2 separate regions of the Oryctolagus cuniculus genome follow, and region 2 is linked to region 1. Evidence: chromatin contacts called from public Micro-C data. All regions are on one chromosome and are shown on one strand. The core of a region is the stretch at or near the end of the contact, and the rest is flanking DNA. Distances in the headings are between cores, read along the strand shown. Region 1 holds the start of AHNAK (AHNAK nucleoprotein). Region 2 overlaps AHNAK (AHNAK nucleoprotein).

The links. Hi-C and Micro-C count contacts between places; a contact is called where the count stands out from the background.
Region 2: a contact with region 1 is called in a Micro-C map of ear pinna, with 2.9 times the contacts expected there. The contact joins the enhancer-like site here to the promoter of AHNAK in region 1. A contact is called at or near these places in 4 of 6 Hi-C or Micro-C datasets (ear pinna, liver, psoas muscle and 1 more).

The regions. Positions count from the first base shown.
Region 1 is chr1:8,996,660-9,002,329 of mOryCun1.1, forward strand. AHNAK (AHNAK nucleoprotein) reads left to right here and starts at 3,759. Exons shown (of 6, transcript XM_070069462.1): 1 at 3,759-3,911. It overlaps LOC138848777 (a long non-coding RNA gene), which reads right to left and starts at 4. Exons shown (of 2, transcript XR_011386844.1): 1 at 1-4.
Region 2 is chr1:9,039,523-9,045,620 of mOryCun1.1, forward strand. All of the region lies in intron 4 of AHNAK (AHNAK nucleoprotein), which reads left to right. Among named protein-coding and RNA genes, the nearest start is that of AHNAK, 42 kb to the left of the region's middle. Within about 2 kb of position 1,584, at least 7 of the 8 cell types and tissues checked have an H3K27ac peak or open chromatin away from gene starts, as enhancers often do. A contact at or near this core is called in ear pinna, where this site is marked.

The DNA.
Region 1 (5,670 bases), core at 2,509-5,008:
ACAGAGCTCCCTTCGGTGGTTACCTTGGAAACATGCATAATAGGAACAAAACATAGACGTGTTGCCAGGCAACAGAGCAGCCCAAGGTTCACTGCACACACAATCATATCAGGGAACCCCCTCCCCCGGGAGGGGAGGGAGTGTCGCTTCTGGGGAAGCTGGGGGATCCCGGGGATGACAGTCCTAGAACTCACTTAGCTTTGCCAGGGAGTCTGGAGGGCTGTGGTGTGGCACAGCTCTGAAGGCGGCAGGAAGACCTGCCTTCTCCCTGATAGTCACCTTATTTTGACAAAGGTGCCTGGAATCTTTGAGATGATAGGTTTTGCTTGCAATGCTGAGATATAGGGTGTGTGTGTGTGTGTGTGTGTGTGTTTGGGGGAGGTGGCAGTGTAGAAGACCTAGTAGAAAAAATAGCTTCCAGTTTTCTCCAAGCACAGGAGCCAAAGAACTCAGAGGACAAAGTAAAGGGGGTGTCTTGCCGGGTTCTCTATGAGCCCTAGCACCATCACAGGTCCCCCACCCAGTGCTGGACACACACAAAATGTTTGTGCAGTTGCCTGGGAGATCTACAGGTAGGGGAATTGCCCCCTGGGGGTTGAGAGCCCTGGGGGAAATGTGACATCAAGAGTGACAGGCTGCGTCTGAGCTCACTCAGCCGTGAAGACAGACTGCAGTGTGCCAGCCACTGCTGCAGGCTTGCGGAGGGCAAATGCCCCTGCCTTCATGGAGCTCAAGTGCTGGTGGGAGCTCTGACTCCTGCTTCTCCAAGTTTTATAACTTTAGGTTGATCGCTAAGCCTTAGTGCCAGCCTCCCTCCCAGGGTGTGTGCGTTAATGAGCTGACATAAAAGTCCCTGCTGCTAGGTTAGACACAATCACTATGAAGGGAGCTTTGGGGGGTGGGTGAGGAGGGCTTCAGTGCTAGGCACAAGAAGGAGGGTGGCAGAAGCTTCCAAAAGTGTGTATGCTTGCACTTACACCTTGACAACCTCTGAAAGTATTCCACTTCCGCGCGCTGAGGACGCCGACCTAGGAAGCTCCACCTCTGATGGTAGCCAGCATAAACATGGATTTAAAAAAATTGTAAAAATTATATTTATTAAGTTAGATTGTTGGAGAGAGAGAGAGAGGGAGAGAGAGACTATCTGCTGGTTCACTCCCCAAATGCTGATGAGAGCAGAGGCTGGGCCAGGCTGAAGCCAGGAGTCTGGAACTTGGTCTGGGTCGCCCCCATGGGTGGCAGGAACTCAAGTACTGCAGCCATCACAGGTGCACAGCTGCAGGAAGCTGGAAGGGGGAGTGAATCCAGGGATTCCGATACGGGCTGCAGGCGTCCCAAGCTGACTCTTAATTGCTACACCAGGCCCACCTACGGTCCCGGAGTTTTAGGGGGCAGGGTGGCTGTTACTCCTTCTCTAACCTCCTAGCCTGGAATGGAGAGGAGCCAGCCTGCAGAACCACACACTCTAAGTGATCCTGACACACTATTCCCCCCCCAATGAAGTACCTGCACAGTGATCCCTGCTCTGTAGCTGCTCTCCAGACCAGCCTCACCCTCCTGCCTTCTTCCCTGTTGACCAAGAGGGTGGCCAGAACAAACAATGGAGCAGATAGGTTGGCTCTGAGCCCAGGACGCTCACCTCTGCTCTTTAGCTCCTGAGGGCCTGCTGGGGCTGGGGTGAAGGCACAATGTCCATGCTCTCAGCTTCTCTGTTTCCTTTTCCTCCCTCCAACCTGTGTTTTCATGGCATATGTCCTACCAGAGCTATCTTTCTGATAACTTAGATGTCAATCAAAAACTTAGATGTCGATCAACTCCTATTTTCATATACACTGAGAACACTTGCTCTTTCATGGGGTAAAAAGAAAGTTAAAAACATTTTGGCAAACTGTTAAAAGTGGTTACTTCGGGAAGGGAGAGGGACTGGGGTATGGAAGGATGTGGATGTCACTTTTATTCTTTTTGTATTGTTTAAATTCTTCACCATGTGGAGGTATTGATTTTATTTAAATGTCAACAGAGATTATCTGCTTTGTAGGATTACAGGCCACTTTATCTTAATCTATATTTAAAAAGCCAACAAGCTGAAGCAATGTTATTTAAAATAAAATAAAATGTAAAAAGCCAGGGGCTGGCGCTGTGGTGCAGTGGGTTAAAGCCACGGCCTGCAGCACGGGTGTCTCATACGGGCACCAGTCCATATAAGAGAGTCCTGGCTGCTCTATTTCCGATCCAACTCCCTGCTAATGCTCCTGGAAAGGCAGTGGAGGATGGTCCAAGTGCTTGGGCCCCTGCACTCATGTGGGAGACCTGGAAGAAGCTCCTAGCTTCCTTGTGGCCCAGTCCAGTTATTGTGGGAGTGAACCAGTGGATGGAAGATCTCTCTGTTTCTCCTTCTCTCTGTAACTCTGTCTTTTACCTGTATGTGTGTGTGTGTGTGTGTGTGTGTGTGTGTGTCTGAGCGAGAGAGACACAGAGAGAGGTAAAGACAGGGAGAATGCTGGTGGCCGGATCTGCCTCGCCTGTGTTTCTCTGCATGTCTGTGCCTGTCTGAATGTCTATGCAGTGTCTCCACCTTTCTGTGTCCATTACATGAGTGCCTGCATGTCTGTAGTGCCTCTTGCTGTCTCTTCCCTCCCCCCCAGGGCCTGTACCCTGTGTGGGTAACTGGACCTGGACACAGCCCCCAGGGCTGGCAGAAGAGCTGGTTGACTGCCGGGTATTTTTAGCCTGTAAACATGTTTGCCATTTCAGAGGACAGGGCCAAGCTGGTCTCAGCCCCAGCCCACTCCTGATTCTGCAGAGAGAAAGGCGCTCCGGCCTGCGCCAGGCCTTCTCAGCCCTCCAGCCTAAGAGAAGGAAGGGAAACTGGCTTGGAGCAGGCAGTGGGTGGCCACCTAGGAGGGCAGGATAAGAGGAGTCACTGGGGGGGGGGGGAGAGGAAGGGGGTGTGTAGCTTGCACCCCATCATTAAGCGTTTAATAAGATCTCCATGTAGTTAGAAGTTGCTGTGGGAATTGGTTGTAAACTGGAAAAGAGTCCTGCAAGTGAGGAGGTGGAGGAGGAGCTCAGAGAGGGGCTCCAGCAGACGGGAGGGGGGGGCCGAGGGAAAGCTGCGGCTGTGACTCCTGGCCTTGGGAGGGGGTGTCTGGAGTGGAAGGTGGGCAGCCGGGGCCGCCTCCAGGGACTGCCGGCCTGACTCCCGCGCGTCGCTGCAATGCCCCGGTGACCCTAAGCCCTGGAAGTGGGGCCCGCGGCTCTAAGCTGATTCTTGCCCCCTACCCCGAAAGAGAGAACGCGAGAAATGGGCGCGGGGCACGGAGCTCAGGAGCCAGGAGAGGAAGCGCAGTTCCCTGAGTTGAGAGTCCTAAAACGTCTGCGTCAGGCCGTGGGCCGCGGCTGCACCTCCAAGGTCCCACGGCCCCTCCAGTGAAATGGGAATTCCCAGTTCCAGCTGTGAGGATGAGCCTCGGGGAGCTTCCAGGAGTTTCTCACCGATGAAATCACACCCTGCACACATTGGAGGGTGGGTCCCGGCAGAGGGCGAGGGGCGCGATGAGGGAGGAGCCGACGCCCCGTGTCCCCGAGCCCCTTCGCGAACCCGCAGCAGCCCACTCCCCGGTCCCTGCTCTGTTGGCCCCACTCGCTCGTCCCAGACCCGTTCGGGCCCCGCCCGGCCCCGCCCTCTCCCCACAGCTCCGGGCAGACCCGCCCGCTGGAGCCGGAGTTACAAGAGCCGCCTCCGCGCGCGGGGGCCCGGCCACTCGGAGCAGCTCTGCCGCGGGGACTGCACCGCCCGCCCTGCCGGACCCGCCCCGACCGGGGCTCGCCACCGCCACCGCCAGCAGCCGCAGCACCGCGACCTCGCGCCCGGCGCCGGCTATGGCTGTGCCCTGGGGCTGAGCGCACAGGTAGGGGCTCGGGACACACCGTGGCGCGATCGGGGGTCAGGGCACGAGAACGTGTCAGGGAGGTGGGTTGCGGGGCGGGCTTGGGCGAGGCGCGTGGGTGTGTGTGCGTGGGGACGGCGCTGTGAGGCTCCAGACAGTTTGGGGCAAGCTGGGCCGCCCAAGGCCTCCCTCGCGCCTGGGGAGCGGAGCTCTCGCCTCCGGAGTTGGGGCGCAAGTTGAGCAAAGTTGGGAAAATTGCTCTCAAGTGCGCTTTGCTCCGCTGCGAATTTCGCTCGAGAGCAGACTGTTGGCCCCCCGCTGCATCGCCGGGCGCCCAGCTCCTGGCCTGGGTGTGTGTGTGTGTGGGGGGGTCCCCGTCCCACACCCTCACTCCATGGGGCGGTGGCTCCGTGCGCCGCTCCGTTCCTGTGCCTTGTTTACTGGAGAAGTTTCCGAGCTCGCCGCCGCAGCCCCCGGCCCCTCCCCGGCGTCCACGCCCGCGCCCCTGCCGCTGTCCTTCCGTGCTCCCGCACCTCCGCCCGGGCCTCGCGTCCCGAGTCCTCCCAGCCCCACCCGCTTCTGCACCCGCCGGCCTCTCCCTTTCTCGCTCCTGGCAGCCCCCTCAGCCCCTTCCAGCTGCCCCGCCCTAGTCTTGCCCCTCCGCGTTCCCCGCTCCAGAGAACTCCCTTCTTCCTCCAGAGCCGCCGAGCCTGGAAGTTCGTAGCGCGCCTCCCTGCGGGTTGGGTGGGAGTGGGGGTGGGGGCCATAATTAGGGAGATTCCTGCACTGGGGTGGGCGGGGAGGGGGGCTGTGCAGCCCTCGGGACCGCCCCTTCCCCTCCAGAGGCGGCACTTTCTCCTCCACCCAACTCCCAAACCCGTCCGGGCGGGATGGCCCCCGCCCCAGCGCCTGGCCCGGCGCCAGCAGCCTTAGGAATGTGGTGGTTGGAGCCGGTGACTAATTCAAACCAGAACTCGGGGGGAGTGGTGAGGGGCAAAGGGGAGGGGGAAAGGGGCCGTGTGTGGGCGGTGGGGGGCAGAAGCCGGACTCGGCGTCGGAGGAGGTCTTAGCTCCCCTCCTTGGAACCGTGCGCCCAGTCGGTGCGCGCCAGGAGTGAGCGCGGGGGAGCGCGGTCCCGCGGCGGGCTGGAAAGGCAGCGTGCTTAGGGTGTGTGCACAGAACGGTGTTATGTAAGGCTCTCAGGCAGGGAGGGGTGTGCAGTGCGCGGGGCTGGGCGCCCCCTGCAGTGCCAGCGCCGTGTGTGGGGGCGCAGCCCCTTGTGGCGCCTACCAGGAGAGCTTTGAGGGGCCCGGAGCAGGGCTGGCCGCGCCCCTCGTGAGAGGGGGCGGACAGGGGTCCGGGGGACTTCGCAGCTCTGAGCCCCGACGGCCAGGTGGTGGACGGCTCTGGCTCGTCTCTGCACGGTGTGTGCTCCTGCGCTTACAGGGCGTGGCGCTGGCCGCGGGGAGGGTAGGGCGAGGTGTTGGGGAGCGGATTTGCGGAAAGGCAGCGTGGGAGCCTCCTACGGACGCGGGGTCCTTAGAGAAAGACCCGGAGAGCTATCCCCCGTAGGGGGCTCCCAATAATTGGCTTGGAAACTCTCTTCTCCGTTAAAATCCACCCTCTGGTTGCAGGGACCCTCTTCGCTGCCAGCCCTTGGCCGAGCACGTGATAGGAGCTGGGGTTGACTTTGTGGGATCCATGATCCAGGGGGAGGTCGTGGCAATAGGGGAGTATGGGGGGTGGGGGAAGGAGGGAGAGATTCACGGTGTCCTGGGCG
Region 2 (6,098 bases), core at 334-2,833, 41 kb after region 1:
TTTAGGAAATGGGAAGTTTTGTGAATTTTTTAGGGTCTTGGGATGTTTTATCATCACTGAAACTAGTTATTAAGCAGTTTGTTTAAAAATATTTATTTACTGTATTTGAAAGGCAGAGTTACAGAGAGAGAAGGAGACAGAGATCTTCTAGTTGCTGGTTCACTGCCCAAATGGTTGCAAAGGCCAGGGTTGAGTCAGGCCAAAGCCAGGAGCTTCTTCTGGGTCTCCCTTGTGGGTGCAGGGGCTCAAGCACTTGGACCATCTGCTGCTTTTCCCAGGCACATTAGCAAAGAGCTGGATGGCAAGCGGAGCAGCTGGGATTCAAACCAGCACCCACATGGGATGCTTGCATTGCAGGCAGTGGCTTCACCAGCTACACGGCGTACGCCCCTATGAAGCAGTTCTGTGTGCAAAGCCCATTGCTTCGCCAAGCTGCTGTCTATTAGGGAAATAACAGCAGTAATAGATGCCAGTTCCGCAACTGCAGGGCAAGTGAGCCAAACCTTCTGTGCCTGTTTCTTGATCTATCAGAGGGATGAGTTGGTACCTCTCTCACAGAATGGTTGTGAGGATGATGTAAACGAACATATATGATGTGCTTAGCACGTGGTAGAGATTCTAAGTGCTAAGGATTCCTGTACTCCTATATATTAACTTTGGGTTATGCGATGTGTGCCTCAACTCTTGATTTCCACAGCAACCCCATGAGGTGGGTATTATTTTTCTTTTAGTAGGCAAAGAAGGGGAGGCTCAGAGAAGCTAAGCAGTATGGGTAGGGTCACACAGCACTCACGCTGGGGTCTGATCCGACTGAGAAGCTTGCATTCTGCTTGCTCCCGCGCCAGGAAGGCTCGTAGCAGTGCACAAGTTTGCAAGGTCTGGGGCGGAGGGTGGGGTAGGGCATTCCCAGCAGAGGGACAGCAGGAGTGAGAGTGTGGAAGTCAAGGGCCAGGGCAGGCTGGCCGGAGCAAGAGACGAAGGGAGGGTGTGGTGCGTGTCTCTGTATCCGGAGAGAGGCTCCGGATGCAGGCGGCGGCAGCTTCCAGGTCCAGACCTGCAAGGAAACACCTTGTCCCTCACACCTGTTGGCCCACTGTGCGCGGAGCAGGTGGGCTCCAGGTCTCCCACAGAGGGAAGGTTGGGGGGCTGCCAGCTCCTCTCGCCCAGTACCGCCCCGGTCCTTCCAGGGAGATAAACAAGGGGTAGATTACAACCAAGCGTGTTTTCTACTCAGCCCGCCCACTAGGTCCCGCCCGCAAGGCCAGGGGCCGGCTGGGGAAAGGCCGCACCCGCGCTGCAGGAGCGCAGGCCGGGATCGCTGTGCGGCCGGCGGGGGCGCTGTGGGGCGAAGCCCCCGGCTGGGCGAGGGTCTGGAAACTCCGAGAGGACTTGCGGGTAGAGCAGGGCTGTCCGCAGCCGCGACTGTTCCCCTCGACTCTCCCCACCTGCCGGCCCCGCTGGCTCTGGGCGGAGGCGGATTTGAGCCTGGCCGCAGAAAAACGCGGATGCTGGATCTCGGCTTCCTGGGCGGGACGGAGCCGCCCCGCACCTCCTACCCGCGCGCCCCGCCTCGGGGAGGAGCCCGGGCCGCACAGCCCAGGGTGCATTCGAGAAGGCCCGGGTGGGGAGGCGCGGCAGGAATAGGGCGTGGAGCGGGAAGGGAAGAAACCGGAGGGAGCAGGGTGGCGCCCAGGGGGACCATGGGGGGACGTTAGCCCCGCTCCCCTTCTGCGTGTCTCCCTGGCGCCCTCAGTCAGTTTCACAAGCTAACTAAAGCAGCGTGCTTGCAACATCTGCGGCGACCAGAAGCGAGCGACGCCCTTGAGCCCTGTGGGCTTGCTGCTCGCCGCCGCGCCCTGCCTACCCACCGGTCAAAGCCCAGGCCGCATCCCCGGCCTCGGCCCATTGCCAGGCAGAGTTTTATCCGCTGAGGGTGGCTGGGAGCCCCGTGCCTTGCTGCGCACCCAGCGGGTCTGGACTGGGGAGGAGGAGGGAGAGGCACAGGGGTGGGGGTGGGGGACAGGGACGGGGTTGGAGGGGGCCGAGGTCACACTTCCCAAAGCCTGGCCATCGGAGGTCACCCCTTATCCTGGTGAGTCCCCAAGCCCCAGACGCCAAGCTTTTCCCTCTACTCAGACTTTGCTCAAACGACAAGACTTGTACCCTGACAAACTCCTCTCATGGAGAGATCGGGGTTGCACGTGTTTAACACTTCTGAACGCTCGAGCTTGGAAGGGGGCTTTGGGCCGGGAGGCGGGGGTCCCTCCTGGTGGTTATTTCGGGCCAGCTCAGGGTGTTCTGGACAGGAGTTCCTTTTGGCAAAGCCTCACGGCGTGAGTAGAGAGGCACAGCCTGCTTTGTTCACCCGGGAGCTTGACGCAGTCCTGGGTGCGGAACCACAGCAAAGCACCCACCACCCGGTCCCCGCCTCGCTAGGGGTGGCCTCGCCTTCCCACCCCTCCTGCAGCTCAGCGGAAGGGGAGGGTTTTTGACAGCCTGGAGTTTCACCTGGGCGTGTGGTCACTAACAGGGCCCATAGCTGCCAGCTGGGCCTCCCGAGGGCCGGTGTGGGGCGGGCTGGCACGCGAGCAGGCAGGGGGAGAGCAATGACAGGGCATTTTCTATTTGTAAGACTGCAAGTCTGGCTCAGAACTTGAATTTCAAGTGGGCCCTTCAGGCAGATAGGGAAGTCAGGTGCAGTCGGCGCGGATTGTCTAAATTCCTAGAAAATAAATTCTAGGAATTTAACTGTCTGCGGGAGGGAAGAGTGCCAGGTGGGAAAAGTTGGAGGCCTGCCAGGAAGGGGCTGGCTTTTTGTTCTTTTCACTCTACTTGACACCGTGTTTTTCCATAAATGACTTGTCTCTTGAATTCTAACTAAGAGATAAATTCAAGCTTTCAGCCAAGGATTTTTTTTTTCATAATCTTTTTTTTTTTTTTTTTTTTTTAACTGGGCCGCAGTACTCTTATGGTGGAAAACCACTCCCTCTAAATTCTGTTTGTGGTGACTGCTCTTTGTCTGAAGTAATTGTTGTCTCTAAAAATGGGAAGTTACACATTACTGTTTATCAGAAGGAAAAACACCTTGGATTGATCGAATTCTTGCCCCTGCACAGTGGTTCTAGGCCTTGCCAACAACCCAGGTAGAAGGCCCGCCTGCCACTTCTGGAAACACTCCCTGGCCTTGTCTCAGAATTTCCAGAGGAAAGGGTTGGATCGTGTGTGTGTGTGTGTGTGTGTGTGTGTCTGCACGTGCGTGTTCCCCTGCCATGCTCTTGTTACGTAATTGTGCAGAAGCTTTGATAGGCTAGTGAAACCACAGGAGGTGGGGCTTGTCCCCCCAACCCCTAGTCCGGAGTGGGTTAGCATGGTTTTGTATTTATGGGCAGTTGCTTCCCTCTCACTAAATAAGGGGACTTAAGAGTTGTCCAGGAACACTTTATTAAGACAACCTGGGCATACCGGGTAAAGCTGCCGTCTGCAGTGCTGGCATATGGACGCTGGTTCGAGACCTGGCTGCTCCTCTTCTGATCCAGCTCTGTGCTATGGCCTGGGAAAGCAGTAGAAGATGGCCCAAGTCCTTGGGCCCCTGCACTTGCGTGGGAGACCCAGAAGAAACTCCTGGTTCCTGGCTTCGGATCGGCACAGCTCCGGCCATTGGTGGCCATCTGGGGAGTGAACCAGCAGAAGGAAGACCTCTCTCTCTCTGCCTCTCCTCTCTTTGTGTAACTCTGCCTTTCAAATAAATAAATAAATCTTAAAAAAAAAGATGACTTGTGCCGCTTATGGGGTCACCCAGGTCACCCAGGGCAGTGAAGGTCGTGGGGGCGGCTCTGAGTGCTGCAGGTCTCAGCGGAGGCCTAGGGGGTACGCGTGTCCGCCCCGCTCTGCTCCTTGTCAGCCTCTGCAGCCGCACTCAGCTATTCCCAGCAAGCACGCTGCACTCCTAACACAGCTGGGGCTCTCTGGCCCTGTCTTGCAAGCAATCTTCTCTTCCTATCCTTTGGGTTTCAAGAACATTTCTTCCTAGAAGCCTTCCTAGCTTCCTTTTCTTGTCTTTTTTTTTTTTTTTAAAGATTTATTTATTTATTTGAAAGGCAGAGATAGAGAAGGAGAGAGACAGGGAGAGACAGGGAGGGAGAGGTCTTCCATCCACTGATTCACTCTCCAAATGGCTGCAACTGCCAGGGTTGGGCCAGGCTGAAGCCAGCAGCCGGGAGCTTCTTCCGGGTCTCCCACATGGGTGCAGGGGCCCAAGCACTTGGGCCATCTTCCGTTGCTTTCCCAGGTGCATCAGCAGGGAGCTGGATCGGAAGTGGAGCAACCGGGACTTGAACCCACCCACTGAGGCCGAGACTTGACCTTCTATGCCGCAGCACCAGCCCTGCCTTCCTAGCTTTCTCGCCACACCTTCCGCAGCTACTTCATGTGCTCGTGTTGCTTAGCATGTTCTTGTTCTCAGTGCTATTCCTGTTAAACCTTCAGAGACTAATTGCTTGTCAGTCTGTGCCCCCATCAGACTGTCAGCTCCAAGAGGGAAGAAACATAGTTTGTGTGTCTACCATTAATTCTTCGTCACAAGGCCAGGCACCCGTCATGTGGTAGAAACTTGATAAGCCACCAGATCTCTATCTTGCAACTTTTTTTTTTTTTTGAAAGAAAATTTATTTATTTGAAAGGGAGAGAGAGAGAGAGAGAGAGAGATATCTTTGATCACCAGTTCACTCCCCAAATGGCTACGACAGCCAGGGCTGGTCCAGGTCAAAGCCAGCAGCCAGGATCTTCATCTGGGTCTTCCATGTGGGTGGCAGGAGCCCAAGCACTTGGGCCATCAGTGCTGCTTTCCCAGGCACAGTAGCAGGGAGCTGGGTCAGAAGTGGAGCAGCCAGGACTTGAACTGGTGCTCATAGGGGATTCCAGTATCACAGGCGGTGGCTTAACCCACTGTACCACAACACCAACTGCCTTACAACTTTATACACTTCCCTGGGCACCATGTGGGCTGGTTTCCTTTCTGCTTATCATTGCTGCCAGCTCCTTGGTCTCTGAGGCACCTGTCTTATTTAGGGTAAAAGCAAACACAAGTAAACGCTAAAAAATAAAGGCAACAGAACACACACTGATCTGATTCTCTAATGAGTCACTGCTGTAGTTTCCTGTGCCGGCTGCTTTCCTGCACCATTGACGGGTCTGCCTTCAGCTACAGTGAGGATATAGAGTTTGCAGCCGGTTGATCGGCAGACTCTTCAAATCCACTCCGTTCCTGCACCAGGACTGCTTTGTTGTGGTGGAGAAGGAGGTAAACCAAAAGCATGGAGATTCAAAGGTGGGACCAGCAGTGGCTTTGAGGGGGTGCTGCTCGTGGAAGAAAGCTGGGGTGTGGAGGAGGAAGGGGAGGAGGAGGTGCCCCAGATCTGATCAGCCAGCCCAGAACAGGTGGGCAACTTCTGAACCGTCACTCATGGCTTAAGTCTGGGCAGCGTGATTTTTATTATTTTCTCATCCATTTATTATTATTATTTACAGGCAGAGTGGACAGGGAGAGAGAGAGAGACAGAGAGAAAGGTCTTCCTTTGCTGTTGGTTCACCCTCCAATGGCCGCCGCGGCCGGCGCGCTGCGGCTGGTGCACCGCACTGATCCTATGGCAGGAGCCAGGTGCTTCTCCTGGTCTCCCGTGGGGTACAGGGCCCAAGGACCTGGGCCAACCTCCACTGCACTCCCTGGCCACAGCAGAGAGCTGGCCTGGAAGAGGGGCAACCGGGACAGAATCCGGCGCCCCGACTGGGACTAGAACCCAGTGTGCCGGCACCACAAGGCGGAGGATTAGCCTATTGAGCCGCGGCGCTGGCCCCATTTATTATCTTTATTACTTAAAAAAACCACATCTTTCTGAAGAGTGAAGCTGGCCTGACCTCATTAAGAGAGTTCAGCAAACAAAGCACCTTCATTTGTTCTCCCTCCCTCCCTTCCTTCCTGGTGAAGTTTTTGGCCCAGGCAGCCCAAACAGGGCATGGAGAGACGAGTTTTCCACCTAAAGCAAAGTGGGACCGGCCTTGTCTTTACGGCAGCTACACTGCCCCTGCCCTCTGCCTGCCCC